Linked DNA regions of Ovis aries: region 2 is linked to region 1. A link is a contact called in public Hi-C data. All regions are on one chromosome and are shown on one strand. The core of a region is the stretch at or near the end of the contact, and the rest is flanking DNA. Distances in the headings are between cores, read along the strand shown.

Evidence for each region. Hi-C and Micro-C count contacts between places; a contact is called where the count stands out from the background.
Region 2: a Hi-C map of tail adipose tissue shows a contact between it and region 1, with 2.6 times the contacts expected there. The contact joins the promoter of SSR3 here to the promoter of LEKR1 in region 1. A contact is called at or near these places in 3 of 16 Hi-C or Micro-C datasets (muscle, skin fibroblasts and tail adipose tissue).

The regions. Positions count from the first base shown.
Region 1 is chr1:231,518,264-231,524,511 of ARS-UI_Ramb_v3.0, reverse strand. It overlaps LEKR1 (leucine, glutamate and lysine rich 1), which reads left to right and starts at 4,052. Exons shown (of 11, transcript XM_060394367.1): 1 at 4,052-4,132.
Region 2 is chr1:231,815,055-231,820,703 of ARS-UI_Ramb_v3.0, reverse strand. It overlaps SSR3 (signal sequence receptor subunit 3), which reads right to left and starts at 2,109. Exons shown (of 5, transcript XM_004003224.5): 1 at 1,920-2,109; 2 at 600-726. The coding sequence starts at 2,052.

The DNA of each region.
Region 1 (6,248 bases), core at 2,803-5,302:
GTGCCTAGTTTCATACTCACTTTTGTTACACAAGAAGCACACCCTCATGTAAGGGGCTTCTCCGGGGTTAGGGTACCTACATAAACTCCCAGAAGGCTCTTTCAGAATACATATGTTCACCTTTCAACTTACTACATGTGGAAAGATAGCAAGATTCACTGTTTAATTTTAAAATATTCTCTCAGTTAACTCAGATTCTCACTTCTGTAAGTAAGAACATTTATTTGCCTAGCACTCTTCCTTTCTTCTGGGACAGAACTGCCCCTTCTCCTCGGATTCTTCTCTCTCTTCTCTTCTAGACGTGTAATTAGAAAGAGAGGTACCATCCTGTATAGCCTGGCCTCCCTGAGAACCACAGTTGGTCAGGAGACTGGTACCTGACTTCTCCTGGTTTCAGTGATTTGATCAAGGGATTGGGATATAACTCAAGGTGTGCTAAACAGTCATTTCCTGGAACTTTTCTAACTGGAGGTTGGGAATAAAAGTCTCATTTCCTCTTGGTTTCAAAATGGTTAGCCACCACTGCTCTGCCACCGACAAGAAACTGTAAAAGAGAAAGGAACCAACTTTGAGTAAGTGGTAGATTCAAAGGGTTGAGACTTTCTATGGCTTTTTAGAGTTCCCAGAGTTCTCAAAGCAGTCCTGTTTCTTGTTTTCTTGAAGCTTGGTTATTTAGCTCTACTGCTGATTCTGTGAGATACCTTTAATATCCTAATAGAATATACATTGATAGTAATATGGAAGATTATATATATATACACACTTAGAATGCTATTTGGAATCAGTTCAGTCGCTCAGTCATATCCGACTCTTTGCGACCCCATGAATCGCAGCCCGCCAGGCCTCCCTGTCCATCACCAACTCCTGAAGTTCACTCAGACTCATGTCCATCGAGTCAGTGATGCCATGCAGCCATCTCCTCCTCTGTCGTCCCCTTCTCCTCCTGCCCCCAATCCTTCCCAGCATCAGAGTCTTTTCCAATGAGTCAACTCTTCGCATGAGGTGGCCAAAGTACTGGAGTTTCAGCTTTAGCATCATTCCTTCCAAAGAAATCCCAGGGCTGATCTCCTTTAGAATGGACTGGTTGGATCTCCTTGCAGTCCTTGGGACTCTCAAGAGTCTTCTCCAGCACCACAGTTCAAAAGCATCAATTCTTCGGCGCTCTGCCTTCTTCACAGTCCAACTCTCACATCCATACATGACCACTGGAAAAACCATAGCCTTGACTAGATGGACCTTAGTCAGCAAAGTAATGTCTCTGCTTTTGAATATACTATCTAGGTTGGTCATAATTTTTCTTCCAAGGAGTGAGCATCTTTTAATTTCATGGCTGCAGTCACCATCTGCAGTGATTTTGGAGCCCCCCCCAAAAAAAGTCTGACACTGTTTTCACTGTTTCCCCATCTATTTGCCATGAAGTGATGGGACCGGATGCGATGATCTTCGTTTTCTGAATGTTGAGATTTAAGCAAACTTTTTCACTCTCCTCTTTCACTTTCATCAAGAGGCTCTTTAGTTCCTCTTCACTTTCTGCCATAAGGGTGGTATCATCTGCATATCTGAGGTTATTTTAAAAATTTATAATTCTATTTGTAACTTGCCTTTTTTCATAGAAAAAGGAATAGAATCCGTTGGGACATTCACCACCAATAAACTACATTATCATTTTTAACAGCTGCACATTCTTCTTGTTTGGTAAATAAATTTATTTCATTTTGATACCTCAGATTTTAAACATTAGAAGCAAGATTGTTATGAACCTTAAGTATTTGTGCTAATAAGGAAGAATTTTTCAGAAGCTTACAGCCGACTTCCTTTGGAGTCTGTTTGGTCAGAATTGGGTCATAGGCCCATTCCTGATTTAAATCACTGGTAAAGGGAAAGTGGTCAGTGGAATTGATCTAATCATTCCTGAAGTTGGGCTGATCTATGTGTGCTTAGGGGTAGAGGGTGCAGAGGGGAGGATGATGAAGTCTGGATTTCTGAACAAGAGGAAGAAGGGAGAATCAGGTGCCCACTATAATAGTTTTGAACATTTTAAGGTGTTTAAAACATAATGTAATAATTTTTCATGCTTAAAGCAGTGTTTAAGAGTGCTAATTGTGGGACTTCCCTGATGGTCCAGTGGTTAAGAATCTGCCTTCCAATGCAGGAGGTGTGGGTTTAACCCCTGCTTGGGGAACTAAGATGACACATGCCAAGCCTGCATTCTGTAACTAGAGAAAGCCTGCATGCTACAACAAAGACTGAACACAGCCAAAAACACACATTAAAAAAGAGTGCTAGTTTCTCTATACCCTTGCAAACCAGGGCTACTATGATTCATCTTTTTCACCTGTTTGATAGTGTTTGATTTTTTTATCAGTAGTTCATAAGAAAATACTTTTAAGATGATTCACAACTCCTGATTTAATGGCATTAAAATATCCTATTACTAGAGATGTAAAAAAAAAAGAGGAAAATTACTCCAACTTGAATCTTATAAATTCCATAGTTACCTGAAATTATAGGTGCAGAAACATGAACTTCATCTCTGTAAAGACAGAATGAAATCACTGCTGCCAATCACTTATCAAAACAAATATTAGATGCTTCATTAGAATCTATGGAAATCTCAGAAATAATAATTTCATTAAAAAAGCAAGTTCTTTAAAAAGTTTTTAGAGTGTATAAGGCAGTTATCAACTTTCAGTCTGATTTTATTGATATTTGTTATAGGCTAGATATTGGATGCTAAGGTTAAAGAACTGTCAGTACAATAATTTTGAGCATCAAATTCATTACAAAAGTATTAAATGAGTACTGTTAGAGCTTTATTCTTTTTGTGTTTTAAAATATATTCATGAAAATAATTCCTGTGGATGTAGTGTTTCAGCACTGTAACATACTGTACTGTTTATCTGAAAGAAGCTAAGAGAGCATATCTTAAAAGCACTCATCATAAGAAAAAAAAATTGTATCTATCTGTGGTGATGGATGTTAACTAGACTTATTGCCTTTATTTTACAATATAAACAAATATTGAATCATTTTGTTGGATACCTGGAACTAATGTATTTCAGTTATATCTCAATTAAAAATCAATATATTCATATGATAACTATTAACATATTTGGCACACAGTACATTTTTGGGTGAAGCTCTTATCAGTAATGAACAGGCCACAAGAGTACAGGTTTACAGTCATCAAAGGGTTCATTGTAGAGCTTGACTTTGAATATTTGAAAGTAGATGTTTATTTCTTCAAGGCCTAACTTGTCTCATTGGAAATTTTGTTCAATAATATTCTCAGGGCTAAAAAGAATTTAGTATACAATTTATTGCTGAACAGATGACAAAAACTGAACTCCTAGTTCAGTTCAGTCCTTCAGTCATGTCCGACTCTTTGCCACCCCACAAACCGCAGGACGGTTGGATGGCATCACCAACTCAATCGACATGAATCTGAGTAAACTCTGGGAGTTGGTGATGGACAGGGAGGTCTGGCGTGGTGCAATCCACGGTGTCATAGAGTTGGACACGAGTTAGCGACTGAACTGAACTGAAATGTTAACATGACAACACAGTTGTGTGAACCACGTGGAAAGTCCTAGGGTATCACTTTGTATAGACTCCAAAAACTAGGAAGAATTTTTCTTTTCTTCTCTTATCTCAGGGGTCAATGACCTCTGAGAAAAATTGACAGAAGAAAAATTATAATAAAGGGTCACAGTCAGTTCAGTCGTTCAGTCATGTCCGACTCTTTGCGACCCCATTGAGGGGTGAGAGGTAGACGGACTTTGTCTTCCACTTCTGCCACCGTCATTCCAACCCGCCTCTGGGCTGGAAATGTCTCCCTCCATCCCTGCAGCCGCCCCCACGACTCCAGCCCGCCCTCCTCTGCCTCGCCCTTAGCGTCCCTTGCCTCCCACTCACAGTACCCAGCGTAACCTAAGCCCGTTCTTTGACCCCAGCCAGGAGACTTCAAGCTTCCGCCCAGGACTTGGCCCGGGGCGGCGCAGGGGTGTCCTGTTTCCGCGTTGGCGAGCGGCGTGGGTCGTGACGTCATCGCGCCTTGACGTCAGGCCGACGTGCAGCACGGTCTCCTGGGAGACCAGGAAAGCCTTTTGCCCCCGGCGGAATCGAAGTATAGGTGAGAGAGACAAGGAAAGGCTTTCTTGAGCCCTGGAATGATCTGGTCCCGGCGCGCAGTTCCGAAGAAGAGGCGTGCTGGCACCCCGGGGGCAGAGCCGGAAAGCCGAGCCGTGGTGCCGCGCCCGGGGAGTGGGCCCCGCGCCTTGCCTCTGACCCCAGCTGCTGCCTTTGTCGAGTCTTCGCGAGCCCGTCCAGCTGGGTGCCCTCTTCTCTGCGTGGCTAGGATAGGCCTCATCCCCGCACCTTTTCTTCTTCCCGCCTCCGCGGGTCCCGTGGGAACGGGGTTATAAAGGGACAGATTTCAAAACCCTTGCAGCCGATTTTGGCTGTACTTGCAGTTAGTTTCTATTTGGAAAATCCTGTCCCTTCAGAAAGTCTCAGGACGTGAACTCCCTCTTCACCTGACCTTGACCTCATCTGTGGTGATTCACACTAAAGGAATAGTTCTTTAGGGAAGGGCCTGAAAGCTGAACGTGAGTTAATGGCCCAGCGTGACACTGGTGTCATGAAGGGAATCGGAAGTGAACGACTAGGGATGGGTCTGTATTTTTGACATCTTCCTTGTAACCCTGTCAGAGCAGGTTCACCAATACCTACGCGGCTACCGCCGGTTATCACCGCACCTCATGTCGAAGAAGAGTCTACAAAGTGTGTAATGTGAGAGAATAAAAGGGCCTCTTTGATTTTTTAAAAAAAAAAAAAGCAAAATAATGAAAGAGTAAATTAAGTTAAAAAAAATTTTTTCCCCCTCTTGCTAAAGGGAAAGAGATCTGTCCCATTCCTTTCTTGGGAAACCTTTTACGGCTGTGTGCTTCCTCTGTTCCTTCAACATGTATGTATGCAAATCTTTTGAAGACCCAGAATGTTTTTCTGGAGGACCTGGGAGCCATTTCTTTAAAATGTAAACATCAAGGGAAACAGGACCCATATCTCCATATTACTTTGGGAGTTTAGTGCTTCTAGTAACCAAGTGCTTTGTCTAGAGATATGTATTCATTTGAACAAACGCTGTTAGCTAGCACAGGTGGCTACTTCAATTACCAGGTGAATTTAAAACAAACTATGAAATAGAGTATAGTAAGCTCTGTTGAGGACAAATTATCTTTTATCTTGAGAACATGTATGTAATGGAGTGTACGTGCTTGGCTATATTAAAAAGTGGGATTTCTTTCTGTCTTTGTAATCTTATTAGCAGATTAGGTGTGCATCACAGTTTAGTTAAATGCTTATGTGATAATAAAATTGCTTTCTGCATCGTGGGGAAATTTTCTGGATGGCAGGATTTTAAAAATTTCCCTCAATAATCAGACCTACCAATTCTTCCCACTCAGTATAGTAAGGCCACAAAATTGGAGTAGATTTACAATAACGATACTGTTCCACTGTGCCACTAGATTCATGCTCTCAAATACATTTAGGTGTGAAATTTTAAAAAGGAAATTTAGTTGGTAATTTTAGGAAAAATTCTGCTCACAATAGAGTTTCATTAAGATGAAGCCATCTTATTTTTCTGATGGTGAGCTCACTGTAAAATGACAGAAATGAGAATAATGAGCTTTCTGTGAATAATGAGCTCTTGCCACATCACTGTGACAGTCTGCCAAACATCAGATTATTATGTACTTGGCCATGCGGGCCAATGTTCACTATGTCAGTTAACTTTACTCTCTCTGTCCATACACATTGTATTACCTTTATCTTTAGATTGGAAGACAGCCCATTAGTTATTTATTTTAAACAGCAGCTCATTAAACATGGAACTTTGCTAACAAGGGGGATTGGAAATCCACCGTTCCACCAATACTTACACAATTAAAAAAAAATACTGCCTCACAGGAACTTTTGTCAATTACAATTTTCTTGACATCTTGCTATGTGGCTGGGGTTACTTTTTCTAATAGAGTACTATGCCTCTTTAGTCTGTTTGTCAAAATCTTGTCCAGATCAAATGTAAATCTCCTCAGGAAGCCTTTGCTAATTCCCCATTCCCATGAGGAAGATAAGACATTTTTTTCCTGGAACTTCTAGATCCTTCCTTATCTACAGCTCCTGACCCTCAGGCCTTTCCTGCTGTGGAATTGTGCCTATATTATCTTAGTCTACTGTCCCCCTTC
Region 2 (5,649 bases), core at 860-3,359, 300 kb before region 1:
GAGAATGTCATGAAGAGTTATTAGGAGAGTGACATGACAAAATGAAGGAAGAAACAGAGAAAATATGGTAGCCTAATTAGCATTAAAAATGTCAAGGTTGAGTAAAAGAAAAAAAGACCACTTCTTTCACATCCAAAAATTCTACATGGAGAGTCCAGAACAATTCTTTCCAGAATTCCATTTGACTTTTAAAATGTTAATTTACTTGGTGGGTTTGCTTTTCTGAGCCCCATGATTAAGGCTAGTACTCAAGTGTTCTAATTCCAACCTCAACACCCACTTCCATAGCACTGTTAGCAGACTCTCTCTGCTTTTCAGTTAGTCGCTATTCCTTCATACCATTATTTATAATTATATATTTTGCAATCATATATACACACACCCCAAATATACATACACATATATTTCCAATTAATCCAAACATACATACACATCTATCTCAAATGAATCCAAATATACATACACATATCTCCCCCCAAATATACATAAAACTATATCTCAATGCTTACCAAAACACACACACACAAATGGTCTTTCAGAAGTCACCCTACTATATAAAAATGCAACAATATTTACTTTCACTTGAGAAATATACTTACTTGTGCTTGAGAACAAATTTCACATTTTTGTAAGCAAAGGCCACCAAGTAAGTGCTTACTAGGGTCATCACACTGTACAGAACAGCAGACTGAATAAGATCCATATGCCATATTCGCCAATATAACCCTGAATTAAGATAAAAGGGGGTGGGGAATACAAAAAGAAACAAAACATTACCACCCAGTTACAAAAACCTGCTGAGTTATTAACGATTATAGCTAAACCTGGTAAAATACAGCCCGGATTAGGGAATCCAATACAGTGTAAGAAGAACTTCCTAAGTGCGATATCCAGGAAAAAGTTAAGTCTCAAGTGTTTCTAGTTCAGAATACTTGAAAACCGTAATCTTCCTATAACTAGTCCATGATGAGATTTCTGATGATTATAGAATGAGAACTCTAGCTCAACAAAATCACGATTCAGACTTCAAATTTCATTCTTCAGGGTACTATCACACTAACTACAAGTCATTCCGAGACTCCACGTGTAGTCCCAAACCAGAGTTCACACGCTGACGTGGCTGTTCTCTGAAATCAAGGCAATGCACAGTGCGGTCAGTGAACCATGTTAACTGCACGCTAGGTTTTATAAAGTCAGGAGAGAAAATATATCTGGATTTGCCCAACAACAGTGCAAAAATGTAGGGGAGAGGAAATTGACATTTGGAATCCCTAAACTCTAAAAACAACCTTGGCCAAGGTTGTAAAGTTTTTCCATTCAAGTAAGAATTCTAGAATTGCTCTAACAGAATTATTAAAAAGTTTAAACACAGTAGAGCTTGGGGCCTTGGCACTGGTTCAGCTTCTTTCGGAAAATAATGTTCTGTGTGAACCGGTTCTAAAGCTACATTTACAATTCGGTGCGATTGTTTATGTCTCTAACCTAATTCATGAGTTTCTCCAAAGCAAGTAAAAAGTTTAAGATCCCATTACAGCAAACGATAGTTATACCGGGCGAGGGGGCTGGGGGAGAACAGGCGATATGCCTGTTAGCATCACAAGATCTTAACCCGGGTGTTGGTTGAAATACAGATTTGAGGCCGCCATCCCAGAACCAGTAACTCACAATCCGCAGACCTGAGGCCCGGGAACGAGCTAGCCTACTTTTCCAACGTGCTATAATGACTTTCCTGGGATGCCACCCACCACGACCCCGGACAGATCACGGAGGCCCACAGAGGCTGCGTGCAGCCCCCGAGTCCAGGGGGAGCTGGGGGACAGCACAGGCTCCGGCGCACGCCTCGCCCTCTGCACGGCCTTGCCACGTCCCCGCCCAGCCCAGCCCAGCCCAGCCCAGCCCGTCTCGCTCCAAGCGCTCACATATGGGGATGGCGGACACGATGAAGGCGTTCCCGAAGAAAAGCGCCGAGGACTTGGCCGAGAGGTTGCGGCTGAAATCCTGCAGGAGCAGGTCCTCCTCGGACTGCTGCTTGGGCCCGCCTTTGGGAGCCATGGTGGAATCGGAGCCGCGGGACGGGCACGGAACCGGGCGCAAAGCGGGGAAAAAGCCGCGGTCACCGCCTCTACAGCCACCGTATCCGCTAACGACCAGTCAGCGCAGCGCGAGGAGGCGGGACCCGGCCTGGGCTTGGAACAAACATCCGCAGGATTGGCCAGTCTGGCGCCACTTTGGAGGTTTCTCCGGCGTGATTAGACAAGCGGGCCAGACTTCCGGATTCCTAGCCGACCACGTGATTCGTCACTTTCTAGGAGGAAGCCGGGACTTGTAGTTTAGTGGGCGCTATTAACAAAACTTTATTAACATTCTATTTCAAAGATGCTGATAGACTCATGCTTTCCAAGCCCTGGAAATCCCAAAACATGAAGCTCTTCGTCTTATGGTCATTCATTCATGGAACGTATGGTTTAACTGGCTCTGTGGGTACCCAGAAGCAGAAGCTATTAAGAGATAACAAGAATACACAGAACTATACAAAAGAGCTCTTAATGACCCAGATAACCATGATGGTGTGATCACTCACCTAGAGCCAGACATGCTGGAGTGTGAAGTCAAGTGGGCCTTTGGAAGCATCACTACCAACAAAGCTAGTGGAGGTGATGGAAGTCCAGCTGAGCTATTTCAAAGCCTAAAAGATGATGCTGTTAAATAAAGTGCCACACTGGAAATGCCAGGAAATTTGGAAAACTCTGCTGTGGCCACATAATTGGAAAAGGTCAGTTTTCATTCCAATCCCAAAGAAAAGACAATGCCAAAGAATGTTCAAACTACTGTACCATTGCGCTTATTTCACATGCCAGCAAAGTAATGCTCAGAATTCTCCAAACTAGATTTAAACAGTACCTGAATGGAGAACTCCCAGATTTTTCAAGTGGGATTTAGAAAAGGCAGAGGAACCAGAGACCAAATTGCCAACATCCGTTGGCTCATAGAAAAAGCAAGAAAATTTCAGAAAAACATCAACTACTTCGTTGACTCTACTAAAGCCTTTGATTGTGTTCACTTCAGTTCCGTCATTTATCATGTCCGACTCTTTGTGACCCCATGGACTGCAGTACACCAGGCTTCCCTGTCCATCACCAACTCCTGGAGCTTACTCAACTCATGTCCATTGAGTCGGTGATGCCATCCAACCATCTCATCCTCTGTTATCCGCTTCTCCTCCCGCCTTCAATCTTTCCCAGCATCAGGGTCTTTTCCAATGAGTCTGCTCTTCTATTCAGGCGGCCAAAGTATTGGAGTTTCAGCTTCAGCATCAGCCCTTCCAATGAATATTCAGGACTGATTTCCTTCAGAATGGAATGGTTGGATCTCCTTGTTGTCCAAGGGACTCTCAAGAGTCTTCTCCAACACCACAGTTCAAAAGCATCAATTCTTCAGCACTCAGCTTTCTTTATAGTCCAAGTCTCACATCCATACATGACTACTGGAAAAACCAAAGCTTTGACTAGATGGACCTTTGTTGGAAATGTAATGTCTCTGCTTTTTAATATGCTGTTTATGTTGGTCTTAGCTTTTCTTCCAAGGAGCAAGGGTCTTTTAATTTCATGGCTGTGGTCACTATCTGCCGTGATTTTGGAGCACAAAAAAATAAAATCAGCCACTGTTTCCATTGTTTCCCCATCCATTTGCCATGAAGTGATGGGACCAGATGGCATGATCTTAGTTTTTTGAATGTTGAGTTTTAAGCAGACTTTTCCACCCTCCTCTTTCACTTTCATCTAGAGGCTCTTTAGATCTTCGCTATCTGCCATAAGGGTGGTGTCATCTGCATATGTGAGGTTATTGATATTTCTCCCTGCAATCTTGATTCCAGCTCATGCTTCATCCAGTCCAGCATTTCTCATGATGTACGCTGCCTATAAGTTAAATAAGCAGGATGACAACATACACCCTTAACGTTCTCCTTTCCCAATTTGGAAATGGTCTATTGTTCCATGTCCAGTTCTAACTGTTGCTTCTTAACCTGCATACAGATTTCTCAGGAGGAGGTCAGGTGGTCTGGGATACCCATCTCTTTAAGAATTTTCCACAGTTTATTGTGATCCACACAATCAAAGGCTTTGGCATAGTCAATAATGCAGAAGTAGATGTTTTTCTGGAACTCTGGCTTTTTTGATGATCCAATGGATGTTGGCAATTTGATCTCTGATTCCTCTGCCTTTTCTAAATCCAGCTTGAAAATCTGGAAGTTCACGGTTCATGTACAGTTGAAGCCTGGCTTGGAGAATTTCAAACATTATTTTGCTAGCATGTGAGATGAGTGCAATTGTGCGGTAGTTTGAGCATTCTTTGGCATTGCCCTTCTTTGGGATTGGAATGAAAACTGACCTTTCCAGTCCTGTGGCCACTGTTGAGTTTTCCAAATTTGCTGGCATATTGAATGTGGCACTTTCACAGCATCATCTTTTAGGATTTGAAATAGCTCAACTGGAATTCCATCACCTCCACTAGCTTTGTTGGTAGTGATGCTTCCTAAGGCCCACTTGACTTTGCGTTCATATTCGACTGTGTGGATCACAACAAACCGCAAAATTCTTACAGAGATAGGAATACTATATCACTTTACTGCCTCCTAAGAAATCTGTATGCAGGTCAAGAAGCAACAGTTAGAACAGGACATGGAACAACAGACTGGTTCCAAATTGAGAAAGGAGTACATCAAGGCTGTATATTGTCACCTTTCTCTTTTAATTTCATGTGAAATGCTGGACTGGATGAAGCACAGCTGGAGTCAAGATTGTCAGGACAAATATTAATAACCTCAGATATGCAGATGACCCCACTTTTATGGCAGAAGCAAAGAGGAACTAAAGAGCCACTTGATGAAAGTGAAAGAGGGGAGTGAAAAAGCTGGCTTAAAACTCAACATTCAAAAAACGAAGATCTTGGCATCTGGTCCCATAAGTTCAGTTCAGTTCAGTTCAGTTACTCAGTGGAGTCCAACTCCTTGGGACCCCATGGACTGCAGCATGCCAGGCCTCCCTGTCCATCACCAACTCTTGGAATTTAGTCAAACTTATGTCCATTGAGTCGGTGATACCATCCAGCCATCTCATCCTCTGTTGTCCCCTTCTCCTCCCAACTTCCATCTTTCCCAGCATCAGGGTCTTTTCCAGTGAGTCACTTCTTTGCATCAGGTGGCCAAAGTATTGGAGTTTCAGCTTCAGCATCAGTCCTTCCATTGAATATTCAGGACTGATATCCTTTAGGATGAACTGGTTGGATCTCCTTACAGTCCAAGGGGGCTCTCAAGAGTCTTCTCCAACACCACAGTTCAAAAGCATCAGTTCATGGCAAATATGGGGAAACAATGGAAACAGTAACAAACTTTATTTTCTTGGGCTCCAAAATCACTGCAGATGGTGACTGCAGCCATGAAATTAAAAGACACTTGCTCCTTTGAAGAAAAGCTATGACCAACCTAGATAGCATATTGAAAAGCAGAGACATTACTTAACTGACAAAGATCCGGCTAATCAAAGCTATGATTTTTCCGGTAGAAAACTGAGCACTGAAGAATTGATGCTTTTGAACTGTGGTGTTGGACAGCAAGGAGATCAAATCAGTCAATAGTGATAGTGAAGAAAC